Linked DNA regions of Ovis aries: region 2 is linked to region 1. The links are chromatin contacts, called in public Hi-C maps. All regions are on one chromosome and are shown on one strand. Each heading gives the region's core, a stretch centred on a gene start, on an enhancer-like site or on the middle of the called end of the contact. The rest is flanking DNA. Distances are from core to core; before and after follow the strand shown. Region 1 overlaps ZNF169 (zinc finger protein 169). Region 2 holds the start of PTPDC1 (protein tyrosine phosphatase domain containing 1).

Region 1 (5,419 bases), core at 415-2,914:
TGGTGTTGGAGAAGACTCTTCAGAGTCCCTTGAACTGCAAGGAGATTGAACCAGTCCATCCTAAAGGAGATCAGTCCTGGGTGTTCATTGGAAGGACTGATGCTGAAGTTTAAACTCCAACACTTTGGCCACCTCATGCAAAGAGTTGACTCATTGGAAAAGACCCTGATGCTGGGAGGGATTGGGGGCAGGAGGAAAAGGGGACGATAGAAGATGAATTGGCTGGATGGCATCACCGACTCGATGGACGTGAATTTGAGTGAACTCTGGAAGTTGGTGATGGACAGGGAGGCCTGGCGTGCTGTGATTCATGGGGTCACAAAGAGTCAGACCGGACTGAGTGTTGCAAAGAGTCAGATACGACTGAGTGCCTGAACTGAACTGAATGTTATGCTGATAATCCAGCATGATGTTAATCTTCTATGTGCCTATAAAGGTTATTAAAAACATAAATGAACAGTACATTAACACGTATGAGACCCCTGTTATACCTCTTTCCACACTCCCAACAGCTCCAGGAGATTCAGTACTTTGCCCAAGGACACTCACATACAGGCAGACCTGTATGTGAACTCTCCCTATGGAGGCCAGGGCTCCCACAAAAGGCCTGACATATGTCCCCAGGGAGAAGAAATGCCCAAAGAGATATACACCTGAGGTTGCAGATTTGTGGGAGAAAGAACAGGGCTCGCGTTGAGAAGTGATGAATCTGTGTGAGGAATGCAGGAGACCTCACAGCTACTTCCTTGCGTGTTTACAATGTTTTCATACAGCAAAATTTAAAATAAAACTTAAGTCTGGACGTCTTACCACCCTCTTCTCACTCTCTCATTCCCAGTAATTCAGGGAGTCAGCCCACCAGTCCCCTACGGCTTGAACAAAGTTTCCCGCCCTGTGGGCTCCACTCCACGCTGCTGGAAGAGCACCAGAGGAGGAGTCAGACAACTTCGGGAGGAGTCGCAGATGTGAGCACAAGGGTACCCGACGCAAACGCGGGGCGTCTGACTCCCACCAGGCCCTTCCAACTCCCTCAAGAGCTCGTGGGGCCCGAGGCCGCTGAACCAAGTTGCCCCCATCACCATCGTCAGTCAAGGTAAGTCTGAGTGTCTGCCCCACGCGAGTCCTCCCAGCAAAACCTAGGTCCTTGGGGCCAAGCAGCGCCTCCATTGCCAGGTAGGAATCATCCAGCCGCGCTCCCCCAGTTAACACCAAGGAAGAATGTCCAAGGCACGCGCTCAGCAATGGGGACGTCTGCTCCGGCCAAAGGTTACTTGTGTCCACCAAGCCACCCGCACCAGTTTCGACCCCTCAGGAAGGGCACTGAGTACCCAGCACCGCTGCACACTGAGCGACCCGAGACCTCTGCCAACAGCTCCTCCGAAGTGGACCGCGCCTGACCCCGTGGTGGGGGGGGAGGGGGCGGATCAAACCTCGAAGAACCCGCGGACAGGGCGTACCAAACCAGGGCGCCCACCCTCTCCCGGCTTTCCGGAGCCTCTATCCCTCGGACTCAGCAGCCAGAGGCGGGATAGCTCACCAAAAGCGCTGAAAGACTGTCACCACATCCAAAAATACGACAGGGCGGCTCGGAACTACGCTACCCACAACACCTCGGGGCGGGGACTACAATTCCCAAAGTGCCCCGGGCCGCAAGATGGCACCACCTTAAACTCTTCAGAGCTCAAGACTGCGCTCAGTGAGCTAGGGGCTCGGGACTACACTACCCACAATGCCCAAGGGCAAGGGCATGCCTCCCAACTGGACCTGGCTCTTTAACTGTAGTACTCTCTCGCTCAAGTTTCAAAATTACAGTCACTTGGGCCCTAGGAGAAATTGTGAAAAACTAGACAAGAGCTTCCCTGGTGGCTCAGGCGGTAAAGAATCCGCCTGCAATGCGGGAGACCTGGGTTCGGAAGTTCGATTCCTGGGTTGGAAAGTTCCCCTGGAAAAGGGCATGGCATCCCACTCCAGTATTCTGGTCTGGAGAATCGACGTAGACTGAGGAGCCTGGCGCGCCACAGTCCATGGGGTCGCAAAGAGTCGGACACGACTGAGCGACTTAGCACAGCACACAAGTCTACAGAGTAGACAAGATGTGAGGTGGTGGTTGGTGGATTTGTGGTGGAGTGTGTGTTTCGCATTTATGAGATCCCTGTTTCAATCCCTGGCACCTCCATCTTCATGGGGTTTCCCAGGTGGCGCTAGTGGTAAAGAACCCTCTGTCAGTGCAGGTTAGATGTAAAAGGCGTGCGTTTCATCCCTAGGTTGGGAAGATTCCCTGGAGAAGGGCACGGGGCAACCCACTCCAGTATTCTTGCCTGGAGAATTCCATGGACAGGAGCCTGGCGGGCTGCAGTCCACAGGGTGGCACAGAGTTCGCCTGACTGAAGCGATTTAGCACAATTAAAGTCAAAGTGACTTTCAGGTATATCAGAAGGGTTGTTCAAGTGAGCACTAAAATCTTCCTTTGTTTTTTTAAACGAAGGGTCCCGTTAGTTTTTAGTCACCTGGATGTGTACCTGTCCTTCATACTACAGATTCGACCGAATGTCTTTATAGTTTAATAACAGCGTGTAATGAATGTACTTCTAAAATATGCCAAAAGTCTTGGCATTTTTCCTTTTTTAAACAGGAAAATTCTGGTTTATTAATAATAATAATGATTAGAAGAAAACGAAGAAAAACTAAGCTTGAAGACATTTAAAGCTTTAACTAAAATTAAAATTATTTTACTAATACAAAAAATCTCCTGATTAGATGTAACAGAGTAGGAAGCTTAAAAACATTTTGAAGTATTTATAAACAGACATACTCTTTTTCTAGAAATTTGACAAAAATGTTTTCAAATAACTTGTTATTTACTCAATACTCAAAATGAAGTAATGGGAACCAGATTTAACTTCTTGCCTAAAACAACCTTAAAAAGAATGAAAAATGTGAAATGACTTTGAAGACATTGGACATAAGACAATGAAGAGCAATGGACCCTGAGAAACGGGTAAGGAGCCAGGTGAGCCTTAAGAAATTTCAGGTCACAGGACAGAAAAGGGAAATCAGAGTGGAGGAACTTCTTCCTCAAGTATCAGTTGAGTGCCTACCAACATGCAGTGGTGCAACTCCCAGGAAAGAAACTGAAAAAGATTAGTGGAAAGTGTCTGAGCATACATAAGGCCAGGAATAGTGCCTGTACCTGCCAAACAGAGTGGAAATCATATTCACATGGTGAGGAATCAAAGTACTCACAAGGATTTTTGCCTCAATGACAGGGGCAAAATTAAGCCAAAATGCTTGATTGAGAAAATCTTTATGTTAAATTTAGGAGAGAAGTATGTAAAATATGTTTCAGAAATCTTAAAGTCACTTTCATTTTTACATGAATCCTATAAGCAGAAATATACATATTCTTATATAAATAAAATCTCAAAGAATACTAAATTCAAGTTTTTCCATGAAATGAGCAGTAACTTTAAAATAATTCAATTAAGAGTATTTGCATATTTCAACACCACAAAGTAATTCTAATATTTATTTGGATGACTATATTGATGATATTTATTCAAAACTGGTGGTAAATACCAGTCTGAATGGCCATCATCAAAAAGTCTACAAACAATAAATGCTGGAGAGGGTGTTGAGAAAAGGGAACGCTCTTGCACTGTTGGTAGGAATGTAAATTGATACAACCACTTTGGAAGATGTTATGGAGATTCCTTAAAAAACTAGGAATAAAACCACCATATGACCCAGGAATCCCACTCCTAGGCATATACCCTGAGGAAACCAAAACTGAAAAAGACACATGTATCCCATTGTTCTTTGCAGCACTATAATAGCTAGAACATGGAAGCAACTAGATGTGCATCGACAGATGAATAGATAAAGAAGTTGTGGTACATATACACAATGGAATATTACTCAGCATAAAAAGGAACACATTTGAGTCAGTTCTGATGAGGTGGATGAACACAGAACCTATTAAAGTAAGTGAGTCAGAAAGAGAAAGATAAATATGTATTTATAATAATAATAATAATACATTATTTATAATATTAATAACAGAATATTATTTATATTATATTCATTATTATCTAGAATATGAGTATCCTAATGCATATATACAGAACCTAGAAAAATGATACTGAAGAATTTATTCACAGAGCAGCAATGGAGAAACAGACATAGAAAATAGACTTATGGACATGGGGAGAGGGGAGGAGAGGGTGAGATGTATGGAAAAAGTAACATGGAAACTTACATTACCATATGTAAAATAGAAGGCCAATGGGAATTTACTGTATGGCTCAGGAAACTCAAACAGGGGCTCTGTATTGATCTAAAGGGGTGGGATGGGCAGGGAGATGGGAGGGAGGTTCAAAAGGGAGCGGATATATGTATACGTACCGCTGATTCATGTTGAGGTTTGACAGAAAACAACAAAATTCTGTAAAGCAATTATCCTTCAATAACAAAATAAATTTTTTAAAAAGAACAAAAATGGTGGTAAATAATAAAACCCAATTTCCTCTATTATTAGCATTTTAATATAAAACTGTAATGTGACAGTAATGCAAGTCAGCTAAATGGTACTAAAGCGAAAGTTAATAAGGTAACCAGGAAGGGAGAGAGGGAGGAAAATTGAAAAAGGTGATTTCAAATCATTTTGGTATGCTTGAGAAAAATAGTTATTTGGGGGAAATTAAGCTAGCTCACAAAAGAAATATAAAGCTTTAACACCTGGGAATTAATGTTACAAATTTGTTAAATAGAACTTTAGTATCTACCCACAGTAATGTGTTTTTGACCTGCTGGTTGATAAAGTAAGGCATATTTGAATTATTTTCTTGTGATTTAATAATAGCAGCTAATGATCTTTTTTTTTTTCTCTCTCTCTCACTAGCAGGGTCTTCTCACAAGTCACAATGCAAGGTTAAGTATAAATGTAGAAGTTAAATTACCTTTGCGAAGATGACTTCTTAGAAAAAGTTTTTAATTGGATAGTACCTTGATTAATAAATCCACTGAGAACACATTGCCATGTACCAGCACGTTGGAAAATAAACAATCTTTGTAAAATGAAAAAACTAATAGAGATATCAGAGATCTAATGTGAAATGTAAATTATTTTGAAAACCATTTTGTGGTACGGAAGGTCTTTACATGCATTATACTAAAGCAGCGACCATCAAAAAATGAATGCCTCAAGGCAACAGTGCCAGGAGAAGTATGTTCATACTCCTTGGTGGATAGCTCTCATCTGTCTGAATTGAAATCCAGCTGAAGTGACTGAGTCTCCTGTTTAGAGAGAAAAGGACATTTCTGTAAACATTATTGGTGGCTTAAGCTTTGAAGGGGCTTCCCTCATAGATCAGTTGGTAAAGAATCTGCCTGCAATGAAGGAGGCCAGGGTTTGATTCCTGGG
Region 2 (5,286 bases), core at 1,799-4,298, 170 kb after region 1:
ATGGCCCTTCTTAAACATATAGGAATCTAAGAATCTATAATAATTGATCCATTTAAAATATTATAATGTCTAGCACAAGCATTCAAACATTTTTGATGAAATAAAGTCCTGAGTTCACTTATAGGGACAGACAACCTTCCTTTTGAAGGGAAGAGTGCCACAAACTATTAGATCAAGTGTGCAGAAGAAATGGTGCTGCCTGAACTATAGTGAATAAAAACAACTCCAAGATCAAAAAAGACATGCCTTTGTTTCCCTCAAGTACTATCTGTAGGCCTTCTCTAAACCATTCTCCACCTGCAATGGCCAGCTCCTCGCACTATGAACACAGCAGCATCCAGACAGGAAAGTATGAGCCAAAGACTAATACCTATTCACATCCAAGAGAAAGAACAAAGAGAGGAAGTATTCTTTCATAGCAGCTAGAATAGGCTAGTTAATGGTTTTGCAGTAGAATCTGCCACTCAAAAAGTTATGGATTAAAATCATAAAGGTTTACTACCCAAGAAAACAAATGTTAGGTTTTAAACAAGACAAAAAAAAAAAAAAAAAAAAAAAGAAGAAGAAAACATGATCATTAACAAACTGAGAAAATGTTAAAGCAGAATCCCTATTAATAAAGGTTTTTTTCATGCAAGTGTAAGTAGATAGTTTCAATTTTTCATCACTGTAACTAGTTACAATGCAAAATTCATAGCTTCTTTAAAAATCCAATTTGCTCCATTTACTGTGATCAGATTGATCACTGTTTGAAAGTGTTGGAATTGGGGTTGGAGCACCAGGTCTTCCTTAAACCAAAACTCACTTTATTTCCTCTATCCCATATTGCCTCCATAAGAACTAGAAAAATAAAACCTTTTTAGCAGCAAAGTGCATTAAATGAGAGTTAATAATTGCAAAGAAATGTTTTGATTATTTAACTTACATTTTTTAGAACATGAAATATATAAGCAAATTAAGTATTAATAATTAAATATATCTTTTGGTGAGAATGAAGTGATATGGGAAAGGACAGATAAAGTCACTGGAAAAGAAACATTTCAGTGTATGCATATTCATACCAACAATACCATTTATTTTTAGAACTAAAGAAAAATCTTCAGATTTTGAGGCATTTGGAAGGAGAATGAGATATGCTCTTAAGAGAACTGTGATTTAAGGTTTATCTTCAGCATAATTTTATGATTTCCAATTGGAATTGTGAGGTTCAAGCTCATCTCCTAGACGAATTTTCTAAATTGTGTGAACTTGAACAATCTATATGATTAACAAGAGGGAGACTGTTATAATTAATAGTAGAACAATACAACAGAACATGCAAACTTACAGACTGGAAGCATTATGAATGAATTGTGGTTTTTAAACCTTTTTTATGGTGTTTTAAATTTTAATATGGACTTTAAAATAAATGCCTTGAGCCATTTTCTTAGGAGTATCAGAGTAGCAACAAAGGAAGGTGTACAAAAAAGAGGGGAGAGAAAAGGGGGAGGAGAAAGGAAGGAAGGAAGAGGGAGGGAGGAAGGAAGAAAGAAAACCAAAATTGCCAGCACTTTCTCAAACTGAGAGCTGTGCAAGGTGCTAGCTCATAAACCTTGGCTTCTCCCAAAGCTTGGTTGGCCACCTCTTTGGAAGAGAAGATGTAATCTCTGCTCTTTTGAATCCCTAGGGTACACCCAAAGAGGATGTGGGGGCTGGGTGGGAAATTTATAGAGTAGTTTTTCTCCAAATGGTCCCTTGGATCACCAAAATGGAACCACCTAGTAATAGTTAATATGCAGATTACCAGGCTAGGTCCCAGATACTGAACTGATGTTTCTTGGGTGTGGCAGGCTGGGAATATTCATATTTTAAGTCACAAAGTAGAATTCTTGGTTGGGACATAACTGGAACAGAGGCTGAGAGGCAACATGATGAATGGGTTTGGGGCCACAGAGGCTTGGGTTTAAATTCCAGTTCTTCATTTAATAGCTCTGACTGTAGCATGTCACCCAAACCCTTGGATCCTCAATTTTCTCATTATAGAAGGTGGAATGACAGTCTGTTTTGGAGGCCAAGTAAAACTGTGTGTATGTACATGTGAGGCGTCACAAAACTTTTCTAATAGACGACCTTTCAAGTTCTTCCAACTCGTTTGCTTTAATCCTCTAATGTATATAACTATCACAAGAACGTCTCTTTATCTCTTCCCTTAAAGCAGGATTTCTCACCTTTTTCTCATCTACCCCCTCTCCTCCCAGGAGCCTTTCTAAGCATTTTCTCTTCTAATTCCCCAGTCCGAGACAGACAGTACTTAAGTTTTGTGGCCCTCTGGAAAGCCACAAGCCATTGTATTGTCTGAGATCTTTTTCCCCTCAAAAATATGAGCACCATCATCCACGTTGAGAAAGTCCATCCTCGAGAGAGGTGACTTGGTCAAGGTCACACCACAAATTAGGAGCAGGATCTAGTCTACATTGGCCACAAACCGATGGTCTGGAACCGGCCCATCCGCCCTCCCCCTCAGTTTACTCATTTACTTTTAATTAGTTACTGATATTTAAAAATCCAGAGCTCCTACAGAAGGATGTCGGGTCCTGGGCGGGGCTGAGAGAGGCCCCTCGCAACCGGGCCCTGCAGCCCCGATACCCAGGCCAGTCCCCCTCACTGAGGTGCCCGCCAGCACTCACCACGTGAGGATTCAGACGTTTAACATGCAGCTGGAATCGCCGGCGCAGCTAACAGCAGATCGCGCGCCTCTCCCGCGGCTTCTCATCCGTAGCCCTCGTAGCGGCGGGCGGGTCGGCTTTACTGCCTTCCCCGCCCGACTTGCCCCCCGTCCGCCGGCTGACCTCCGCCCCAGCCCTAACTGAACCCCACAGGCCGTGCTTCGCCGAGGTGTCCAGAGGCCCCGCCGCTGCCCAGCAGGGCAAGCAATACTACCGCCCCTCACAGTCCCGTCTGACTGACCAGGCCGCGCCCGCCTAGCGGTCCATTCACCGCCGCTGGGCTCTAGGGGCTGAGGCAAAGCTCCCTCCGCGATCCCCGGCGCGTCCCCGCTGCCTCACACTGCACCAATCGCCGCCGCGCGCTGCTGCACGTGACGCGCGCGGGCCAATGGCAGCTTGAGATGGCCCGTGACGCGACTGGTGGCTCTGGGAGCTTTCAAAGTGGGCTGAGGGGGCTGCGGCGTGCTAAGTGCCTGCTCAGCTGACGCTGTTGGGTGGTTTCGGGGTCAGTTCTGCAGGACTGAGGGTAGCCGAAGTCCAGTTTTGACTCCCCCTGCTTTCCCCGGACTACACCAGTAGAAGAAAAAAGGGAAAGGAGTACTTGGGACGAGGGCTGACACAGAATGGGGTTTGGCCAGCCTCTCAGCCCTGGACCGAGAGCCTGTTTTTCCTTTTTTTTTCCTCCGTTGTCATCCTAGTCCAGCCCCAGTCTTACTGGCTACCGCAGTTCAGTTCAGTTCAGTTCAGTTCAGTTCAGTCGCTCAGTCGTGTCCAACTCTTTGCGACCCCATGAATCGCAGCACGCCAGGCCTCCCTGTCCATCACCAACTCCCGGAGGTCACTCAGACTCATGTCCATCGAGTTGGTGATGCCATCCAGCCATCTCATCCTCTGTCGTCCCCTTCTCCTCCTGTCCCCAATCTCTCTCCGCATCAGAATCTTTTCCAATGAGTCAACTCTTCGCATGAGGTGCCCAAAGTACTGGAGTTTCAGCTTCAACATCATTCCCTCCAAAGAAATCCCAGGGCTGATCTCCTTCAGAATGGACTGGTTGGGTCTCCTTGCAGTGCAAGGAACTCTCAAGAGTCTTCTCCAACACCACAGTTCAAAAGCATCAATTCTTTGGCGCTCAGCTTTCTTCACAGTCCAACTCTCACATCCATACATGACCACAGGAAAAACCATAGCCTTGACTAGACGGACCTTAGTTGGCAAAGTAATGTCTCTGCTTTTGAATATGCTATCTAGGTTGGTCATAACTTTTCTTCCAAGGAGTAAGCATCTTTTAATTTCATGGCTGCAGTCTGGCTACCTAGCCTCCAGCTAGTCCCAGATGTTCCCAAGGGCGGGAATACTGGGATTAGATCAAGGCCGAGCAGTCAGCCTCACACTAGTTCCGTTAACAGATGGAAGGATGGGTTTGCCTGCATGCCTAACTTTCAACATCCTAAACCCTTAGGCTTTTTCCCCCTCTCTCAGAAGGTGTTAGGTTGGTACCCCAGGAATGCAAACTCCACTCTATCCTTACTGTTGGCTTCTATCCCCAAGTTTGGGCCAAAATGGTTGTAGCTTCAGACATCACCTTAGTTTATTTTAGTTTGAACTAGCAGTCATTGTATTCTTCACCACTACTCTTTGCAGAAAAAGAAAAAAAAAAGTTTCACAGTAACAATTATTAACTCTATCAAAAGTTGACCCTTGAGATATATGTATCTTTAAAATTCTATGATGATTGTCTGAAAAGGCATTTGGACTATTAAGTTGAATGATATGATACGGCATTGCCATTTGTTCTAAACAAATACAGTTTGAGTTGTGAGCTTAACTAGTCACTGTTTTGCAAAATGAAACACCAATGTTACTTGACTAAGAAACTAGTATTCAGACTTGAGTATTTGTCAGATTAAAAAAAAATCTCTTTTAGAAAGGATTCTTCCAGAAGCGCCACCCAAGAACTTCTATCTACATCTTACAGATTTGAACTTAGTAACATGGCCTTGCCTGGTACTCTAAGCATATTTCTGTCCTCAATAAAATTCCCTTCCAAAAAAGGAAGGAAGAATGCCTTTGGATGAACAACTACAACCTCTTTTTATAAACACTTGCAAGTGGTCCTGTACCACACAACTCAGTAGAAATAATTCCTTCCTCTGGGTGTGCTGAACAACTTACTAGGCAAATATAAACTCTGTGGCTGACTCTGTGCTAAATGCTTTACATATATTTTCCTCTTAAATGCACAACAATTCTGCAAGGTGGGCAGGCATTACTAGCCCTCTCATGCACATGAACACTGAAAGATAATAGTGACAAACCATAGGTATACCAAATGGTATAGATATACTACTGAGCTGCTACACAGTATTTTACAAGCATATGGGCCTCAGGAATATAATTTCACGTACTAAGTCAAGAAGGACCACTCTACTCTGTCTAAAGCTGACTAGAATCAAACAAAATGAGAGTAAGGCCACTCCCCTATAAGTGCAGGAAGCAGGCATCAGGTAATATACCAGTGTAAAACTATAGTTATGTCAAAACACCAGTATAGTAATGTTGTACAAACAAATGCTTTTGATAA

Evidence for each region. Hi-C and Micro-C count contacts between places; a contact is called where the count stands out from the background.
Region 2: a contact with region 1 is called in a Hi-C map of liver, with 5 times the contacts expected there. The contact joins the promoter of PTPDC1 here to the enhancer-like site in region 1. A contact is called at or near these places in 14 of 16 Hi-C or Micro-C datasets (blood, hypothalamus, liver and 6 more).

What each region holds. Positions count from the first base shown.
Region 1 is chr2:27,411,492-27,416,910 of ARS-UI_Ramb_v3.0, forward strand. All of the region lies in intron 1 of ZNF169 (zinc finger protein 169), which reads right to left. Among named protein-coding and RNA genes, the nearest start is that of MIRLET7D, 32 kb to the right of the region's middle. Within about 2 kb of position 1,665, at least 39 of the 54 cell types and tissues checked have an H3K27ac peak or open chromatin away from gene starts, as enhancers often do. A contact at or near this core is called in hypothalamus, liver, muscle and 1 more, where this site is marked.
Region 2 is chr2:27,582,719-27,588,004 of ARS-UI_Ramb_v3.0, forward strand. PTPDC1 (protein tyrosine phosphatase domain containing 1) reads right to left here and starts at 3,049. Exons shown (of 9, transcript XM_060410827.1): 1 at 2,667-3,049.